Linked DNA regions of Zea mays: region 1 is linked to region 2. The links are chromatin contacts, called in public Hi-C maps. All regions are on one chromosome and are shown on one strand. The core of a region is the stretch at or near the end of the contact, and the rest is flanking DNA. Distances in the headings are between cores, read along the strand shown. Region 1 has its middle 5.4 kb from the start of LOC100382707. Region 2 has its middle 24 kb from the start of LOC100274564.

Region 1 (4,123 bases), core at 1,343-3,842, 66 kb before region 2:
CATGTTCTACTCTAGCTAGCTATGCCTCCGGCCGTACTAGCTACTCTACCTGATTATCCTTAGGGCCCGTTTGTTTGATTGGAATTGGGTTGAATTGGAATTTAATTCTTGGCTGATCTGTTTGGCAAGTTATAGAATTGGAAATTAACTTTCCATCCATTTCTTGGGCTGGAATTAGAAGCCTGCAAAACATTCCTACCCTAAAACGAGGAAACAGATTCCTCTCCTCAGCCCCGAGCGCTACACGAACGTGCATCTCCTCCCGAGCGCGCCCGCGCCTGCTGAGCACGCCCGCACCCGCGCCCGCGCCGCCTCCTCCTCCCCGAGCGCCGCGCCGCGCCTCCTCCTCGAGCGTCGCGCCGCCTCCTCCTCAGACTTGCCTCCTCCTCGAGCGCCGCACCGCACGCCTCAGGTACTTAGCTCCTTGGCCTGCTCACTCCTCATTCTTGTTATATATGTGTATAGAATGATTTTATTATTTGTCATCTAGTTAATGAGATGAGGTAGCAGATGAAATTGTTCCAATTTTTTAGTTGTTGTGCTTGGAATGTGTTTCTAATTCTGCAGCAGTACGTGTAGTTGTTCATTATATATGCTGATTGATGATCACTAAAAAATAGCTAAGAGCATGTTCTTTTTTTCAAACAGTTGTGCATTCAATCGTACAAACTGTATATGCATGTTTGTTCAAGTGTGCTTATGATGTATGGTTTATCTGTTGTAGATGCCTCATGTAAATGGTGAAGCGGCGAAGACCCCAGCTGATGGTGCGAGAGATATGAGTAAGGAAGAGGGAACCGGTAAAGATATTACTTCATCAACAACCTCAGGAAGCTTGAAGAGGCAGCGGTCTAGTGATTCCTCCACCTCAATGATGGCGGAGAAATTAGACAAGTTCACTGAAGCTATTAGGGATGATGCACCAAAAGGGCCAACATCAAAAGAAATTTTTAGCACATTGGAGGAGATAGATGGGTTAGATGAAGACACATTTTTAGACTTGTTTGATATCTTAACAGGTGATGCGCGCAAGTACGAGTCCTTATTGGCACTTCCCGTGACCATAAGGAAGAGATGGCTGTTGAAGCAAGTTAAAAAGTGAACCGAGTTGTGGTTGGGTGAATTCAACTGTTGCTGGGTGTGTTGATGTTGTTGTCTTAGTTTATGTTGGGTGAATTGAACATCACATTGAGTAGCAAGTAATGTGTTCCAATGATATGTAGACATTTGAGACAAATCTGCATTATTATTACTATTCTCGTGATGCATGCTGCTTGATAAATTGTAGGGTGAAAACTTGTCTCCAATCTATTGCACATGTATATGACTCATCAAGGCACATGTGCACACAAGAAACGGGTGTATTTTGTCGTGTACAAGTTGATGTGGTTACTTCCCTCTAAATATGTAAATTCCATATATAACTATCCAAACAGGATATTGAATTTGATTCATGGAAAAGAATTCCATTAGCATCCAAACAAAAAATTGAATTGAATCAAATTCTAAGGAATTACTTTCTTTAGGAATCTAATATCTAGAATTTTATTCATGGAATGAGTTTCATTTCTAAGGAAACAAACGGGCCCTTATCGTAATCACACGGCAGCACGACCATTGACCAGCACGCCTCACCCGTTGATCTCCTATCCAGGGGACATGCAATGATAATTTAGCCACGCAACGCGTACCTGCCCAAACCTCTTATTAAATGAAGGAAAGGGAACCACATACCAAGTGATTGGTTGCCTGTATAGAGCTAACCAGGCTCTCCGCGTGCTTTAATCAAGCACGTGATCCTGATTGGTTGCATGCATATAAGGATGTTGTCCAGCATGTAGACGTGCAGGCTATAACTTTTTTTTCCACTATAAGCCTGCATCCGTAGAGATGACGCGGGGGACAATCACTGAGCCAAGCGCGCAGGATGCTAGCCCACGTGAGGCACTCAACCAATCAGCCGCATACAGTTCATTCATGGCATGTACAACCATATGTAGTATCGATCGGCCGCCTCTGCACGGACGGACTCCGGGTCCGGGACGGCACATCCGATCCGATCCGATCCGGCTGGCCGCCGTCGCCGTGGAGTACGACGCGACGCGTGCATGCAGAGCACAGGGCAGTAGGTACAGCACAGCACAGTGTCCCTATCATATTGTGTCGTAGTGTATTGCCGTGTCCGTGTACGTACGCACGCACGCACGCAGTAGTATACGGCAACACTATACTGCGTGCGAGTGCATTTTATTTTTTGGACGCAGACGCAGACGCAGACGCAGACGGAGCAGTGGAATCCAGTTCCACTGCCCCAGACGCAGACGGACGGAGCAGTGGGGCTGGGCAGCGAAAAAAGGCTGCAGCCCGGGCGGGTGGTCAAGATCAAGACTCGAGCGTGGAGGACCAGAACTACAAGACCATGTGAGCGGAGCGGGTGCCGTGCCGGTTCCAGGGCCACGCCGCGTGCCATGCCCATGCCCACCTCTGCTGACTGCTGCCCGGACTTGCGCACAAGCTCGCTGCTACAGCGCCGGCCAGGCCAACCGCAACTGGCGACGCACTGTAGTGCTGTACTACCTGACCTGCACGGCTGCACGAGCAAAGCAAGCGCAGCTGGTTTGACCGGCACGGCACTCGCTGATTATGCTTGCTACTGGTCCGGATGACAGACAGACCGCGTCCGTCTTGACACTGGCTGGGTCACGTCGTCGCGCCGCGCCCCACGCCTCGCCTCGTCTCGTCTCGTCGGTCACGCCCCTCAGCATTCGCTACGCTGCCCCCCGAGGGAGGCGGCGGTGGCGCAGCCGCAGCGGGAGGGACTCACTCATACTACTGTAGCGGTACCATGAACGAGCAGCGGCGGGCTGTGTCCACTGGGCCGGGGAGCAGCGGGCCCCACCGCAGCGGCCGCTTTGCCTGCCGCGCGGGAGGCACGCGCGGGGCCCGCCGCACCTGCCACCAGCAAACAATCGATGTGCACCTGGGGAGGTGTGCCGTCCAAGGTTAACTTAGGTTCCCCGATCTCCCACCTCGCCCAAACAATCGATGGCCTTCGGGAATCCGCGGTCGCTCTCGCCCTCGCACTCTTCGGATCCGACGTCGTGCGCGCAGCGTGTCTCGCTCTCGCCTCGCTCGTCGGAGGGGAACGGACGGACCGAGTGAGTGAGTCCATCGGAAGTGTGGGGCCAAGCAGTCCAAAAGAGATCTCATTGGCGCTGCATACGGTGGTGATACACCAGAACTCCAGAAGTACAACAGCTATGTCGCTTTTTATCCCTAGAATTCCAAGCTGTCGTGTATTCCAAATCCTTATTAATAAAATATTAATAAAAAGGTTTCGGTCCTGTTTTCACCGGACCGAGCCTCCCTCGGGGGCTAAAGGGGGGAATCGCTATGTGCCACTATTTCTCAGTAAAGTTTTTTTTTCCTAAAAATGAGTTTTGTGTGTTTGGCCTAGTCGAAAAACGAAATCCTAAAGGAACAAAGGGACATCCTGATAGGAAAGGGTCAACCGAGCCACGGGAACACCTACGCTTCCGGTATACTGCTTCCTCACTCACCATCCTTCTCCTAAAAAGGTAACTAGCATTCTGATACGAACTCAGTAACAAAAGACAAGCCGGCGAACGCGAAACACAAGAGAAAGTGCACGATAGAGAATAAAACGAAAAGTCTTGGAGCGATATCCATATACAAACTCAGAAGTTTCTTACAAACCCCGCGTCTCAGGCGTCAGAGGAGGGTGAGGCAGCACCCTCGGCTTCACTGGGGGCGTCAGAGGAGGGTGAGGCAGCACCCTCGGCTTCACTGGGGGCGTCACAGCCGAGTAGGACCCCTGCGCCGAACGGGGAGACCGCCTGTTGGGGCGAAGGGGAAGGCGCTACCCTTCGCTCTAGGCCTTCGTGACCCCGCTGCACCATCGGAAGCAAGATGACGGCATGGCCCACCCTCCGTCCTCCTCACCGCAAGACGAAGGCCTACGACGAAGGCTTCTCATCCCACGTCATCACCCAACCTGGAGGCCCACGTGGGATTCGGCCCATTGTAACAGGCCCCGCACGGAGAAGCGTGTTACGTGCCCGATTTGTAATAGCTTTTCTGTAATGACAGTCTGTAACCCTCC
Region 2 (4,507 bases), core at 588-3,087:
AAATTTCTCACAAAAGTTGTCGTTATTCAGAATTTTAGAGTGGTTGATATAGTTCGGTTAGAACCGAAGAACCGAGAACCGAACTAGTCAGTTCTGGTTTCTTTATCTTGCTATTTCGGTTCTAGTTTTTGAAAGAACCAAATTTCTATAAAAATCGAGTAATCGAACCGAACCGAAGAACCGAACGCCCAGTCCTATGTAGCGTGCATGGTATGGCAATGGCATGGACGCCGAGGACAGCAGCAGCGCAAGTATTCCAGTTGCTTGGTTGTGGACGTGCAGATCGTTTGCCGTTGCCGGTTCCAATAAGTAACATGCATGCTCCAACTTCGGCTTTGTCCAACCTACCAGCTCTAAACTATACAGTATATCCCGTTCCGGTTTCGTTTTAAGGCAAACCCGCGTTTACCAGATTAATTCATGAAGAAATTAAATGCACCCTGTTAAATTAAAGCTAGCTAGGAGAGGTTGGTTGGGGACACCGAGTTTAGGCCGACCAAAAAAGCATCTTAGGTGATCTCCATCGTCGAAACAACAACATTTTGATTCTTTTCTCTCCCTCTCCCTCTCTCTCGCGCGCTATTCGTTGGTGTTTGACACTCAATTATATACACTTGCACGAGTAGTAGCTGCCCCCGATTGTACGCGACTATATCAACGGTTGCAATGCATGAATCATGATGCGCGTGTGCTACTTACTGTACATACTACTTCCTCCATTATATAATTATTAAGGCCTCCGGTTCAGAGATAACATAAAATTTTATTTCTATAAAATTTGTGGCTGTTGCATCAAATGTTGTTGGGCTATTCAACTGACTGCTGCAGCTGCAATCTATAGAAACAAAAAACACTATAGAAGTAGTAGATACCGGTATGGACTCAAGGCAAGCAAACAAACTTGTTTGGTTAAACCACGGGCAGTACGATAAGGTCTACGGAGCATAAGGGCTTGTTTGGTTACTTTAGTTCAGGGCACTAAAAGTATTCAGAACATATTAAATGGCTAATAAAAAGACTAAAACATCCACCAACTTTCTCCAGTCATTAGTGAAACTAAAATAAACGAGAGATAAAATATAAAATTGATATGATTTAGTCTCTTTTAGTAAGGCGCGCAACTGAAAATTCGCAAGAAATTACTTGCGCGCTTTACTTAAAGGGACTAAATTCCTAGTAGTACTAATACGTATTTTCAGTTGGCCACGGAAATACTCCAAAATACATATTAGTACTACTAGGAATTTGAAAATACGTATTAGTACTACTAGAAATTTGAGCGCCCACACGTCCACAGCTGGCCACGGAAAACCGCGCGACTGTGGGCGAGGATGGGCCTGACTCTATCTGCCTTCCCCAACACCACAGACCACACCCCATCTCTGCTCGCAAACACAGGCGCGCGCCCCAGCCAGCCACACACGCCGGTCGCCGCGCGGCTCTGGGCCCCGCCGCGTCACGTGACCCGCGCCAGGACGCCCGTACCGCCCTGCTGCCCAGTGCCCGCCACACCATAGACCCAGACCCCACACGGCGATGGCGAGCGACCCGAAACACCGGATCCCGAGGGGGACGGCCCCACCACCCGCTCCCCCCTCCTACTCCTCCTACCTGCGCAGCATGCATTGCAGCATCGTCCCGCTCGCCGCCCGCACAGGCACAGGGCCATAGCGCCCACCGCCGGGACCCCGCTACCGGGGTAGCCGGTGGCCGTTGCCCGCCGCGCCGCAGCGGATCCGGAGGCCACGCTAATCTCGTAGCGGGTAGGAGGCGTGTGCTCGCTCGCTCGCCGAATCCCCCGGATTACTAGCCGATACGCACCGCGACGTGCTCGGTCACACCCCCGGGACCACATGTGGCGGAGTTCGGGCCCCACGCGTCATCGGCGGAGGTCGGGTCACCGCCTAGGCCTAGGCCGAGGCCCACACGCGTTCCCGCGCTGCGGTTCGGGCTCGCTTCTCGTGGTCGTGGCGGGAATGGGAGGGAAGATCAGCGACAGGTGGGGCATCCGCTGACGCCTGCCTCGGGTCGGTGGTCGGTGCGTGGGCGTGCAGGCAAAAGGACTGCCGATCCTTTCCTTTCCTTTCCTTTTTTTTCTTATTTACTGCTTTTCGTAGTAATTTAATATTAAAAAATATGGGGACAGTGAAATCTACTACCGTACCAGGTACGACCTCCGTCCTGATTTTTTTTTTCTTCTCCTCCTCCTGCCTGCGCCCCGACCATCCAACTCCGATATTTAGGGACTGTTTGGTTCGTGGCTAAATGTGTCACACTTTGCCTAAGATTAGTCGTTCGAATTGAAGAACTAACCTTAGGTAGAAAAGTTAGACAAAGTGTGACAAGTTAGACACCAAACTAAACATGCCCTTAGTTCCTGTTTGTTTGATCGGTAATAAACATACGTGTAGTCTATCCATAACAATAATATATTGCTAGTCTTTAGATTGTGTTGTGCTTCAATCCGTACCGACTTCTACTGCTTGTATAGTATTTTTGTCTCTATGGATTGTAGATGCATCACTCCAAACAGTTGACTTTAATTCGAAGCAAACAACCCAATCTAGTGCACCCATCCATAGTTGCAAAAAATTTGATAAACCAATGGCGCTGTCGGGGTTGGCGGTGACACAGCTGCGCGGCTGTCGAAGGCCCGGCCAAGTACATGGCCAACTGGAGGTCCCGCAACTCGTGAAGCCTGACGTTGATGCGAATGTGGTCTGGGAGCTCGGGGTTTAGCGTCGCGTGATGTCGGGGTCGACGGCGACGCAGCTACGCGGGTCTCGAAGGTCCGAACCAAGTACTGGAGGGCCCGCGGCTTAAGGCCAGAACTGAAATCTCGGTGGTCTACATAAAAATTTAGGCCCCTTATAGCACCTAAAGGGAGGTGAATAGGTGATCCTATAAAAACAGCTCGACAAAACAAAATTGGACTATTTTTGGATTAGTGAAAGCAAGAGCCAAGTTCGAAAGAGGAGGATGAGAGGAGTAAACTTCTTCACTTAATTGCTCTTCACTAAGTGATTATTAAACTTAGAGCAATTATGTAAGTGAAGTGAATAGAGACAAAATCGCAATATGATAAAGACAAATGACACGACGATTTTTTATCCCGTGGTTCGATCAAGTAGAATACTTGCCTACTCCACGTTGTGGCGTTTCAATGGACGAGGGTTGCACTCAACCCCTTTCAAGTGATCCAAATATAAACTTGAATACCACGATTATCTCTTTATCAACTTGAATACCGCTGTCCGGTGAGAGGCACCGGACTGTCCGATGTTCTTCAGTCCAGCACATGTTTTCCTTTTTCTTTCTTGATCTCTTTTGCTCCTTTTGTCTTGACTTCATAAAGTTCCTGACACTTAGACAAATATGATTAGCACACAAAAATATTTGACTAAGTGTCCATAGCTTAACTTTTTACTCGGTCCGTATAGATTTGCACTATGTCCTCTTCCGAGCGCTTAATATAACTATACTCACTTCTTATGTTAGTCTAAACAACATGTGTTGAGTATCTATTCACCAAAACAATATAGAGCCCACTTTCCTTTTGATCTCCCCCTAAATGTACAATAACCTTTTTGAGTATGCATATACATATATAATATTGTATTATATTGATAACAATTAATGTGATATTAAAATATTATACCAAATACATTTTACTATACCTCAAAAGATTCTTCAAAATTTTATTTGGAATGATCGTGTTAATATTAATTTTATCTAATATTTTTTCTTAATATATAAGGTGACCAAACTATTCAATCGTTTATGAGACATTATAGACCTTAAAAATAGTTTTTTCAATAATTTTAGCTTAAAAATCTGAATAGAATATATATGAGCGGTTCTAGCGAGCTTAGCTTCAAAACTTTCAACTTGGTGATTAGATTATATAACACAATATTAACTATTATGTTCTATATGTGATTAACTGCTGAGGGTGGAGCCTCTGGGATTTGGGGGTCTAGGGCGGCCGCGCCCGGTGGCCCTATGCCCAGAGCCGGCCCTGCCGACGCGGCTCGCGGAGCTTGACGTCGATATGGATGTGGTCTGGGAGCCCTGGGTTCAGCGCCCCTTGCTGTCGGGGCCAGCAGCGGTGCAGCTGCGTGGGTCTCAAAGGCCCGGACCAAGTACATGGCCGACTAGAGGTCCCGCGGCTTGTGAAGCTCGACGTCGATGTGGATGTGGTCTGAGACTCTGGGAGCCTGCCTACCGACAACTCGGTCTTCTGGGATGTCGAGAGGTTGCCGGAGTGGCACGACACTGCTTTGAATTAGAGATGGCAATGGGTACCCGCTACCCGAAACCCGATGGGTTTTTACTCTATTAGGGTATGGGTTTGGGTCAATTTCTCTACCCATGGGTTTGTTAATGGGTTCAAATGGAAACCCAACGGGGTACGTGGGCATGGGTTTGTTCTTCCACTACCCATACCCGCAAACCCATGGGTTTTTAAAACCCGCCTTAAAATCAACATTTCTTATAAATATGTCTC

What was found. Hi-C and Micro-C count contacts between places; a contact is called where the count stands out from the background.
Region 1: a contact with region 2 is called in a Hi-C map of endosperm, with 6 times the contacts expected there. The contact joins two enhancer-like sites. A contact is called at or near these places in 8 of 25 Hi-C or Micro-C datasets (bundle sheath, ear, endosperm and 3 more).

What each region holds. Positions count from the first base shown.
Region 1 is chr4:25,514,645-25,518,767 of Zm-B73-REFERENCE-NAM-5.0, reverse strand. No RefSeq gene overlaps it. Among protein-coding and RNA genes, the nearest start is that of LOC100382707, 5.4 kb to the left of the region's middle. Within about 2 kb of position 2,592, at least 19 of the 20 cell types and tissues checked have an H3K27ac peak or open chromatin away from gene starts, as enhancers often do. A contact at or near this core is called in bundle sheath, ear, endosperm and 3 more, where this site is marked.
Region 2 is chr4:25,448,006-25,452,512 of Zm-B73-REFERENCE-NAM-5.0, reverse strand. No RefSeq gene overlaps it. Among protein-coding and RNA genes, the nearest start is that of LOC100274564, 24 kb to the right of the region's middle. Within about 2 kb of position 1,837, at least 18 of the 20 cell types and tissues checked have an H3K27ac peak or open chromatin away from gene starts, as enhancers often do. A contact at or near this core is called in bundle sheath, ear, endosperm and 3 more, where this site is marked.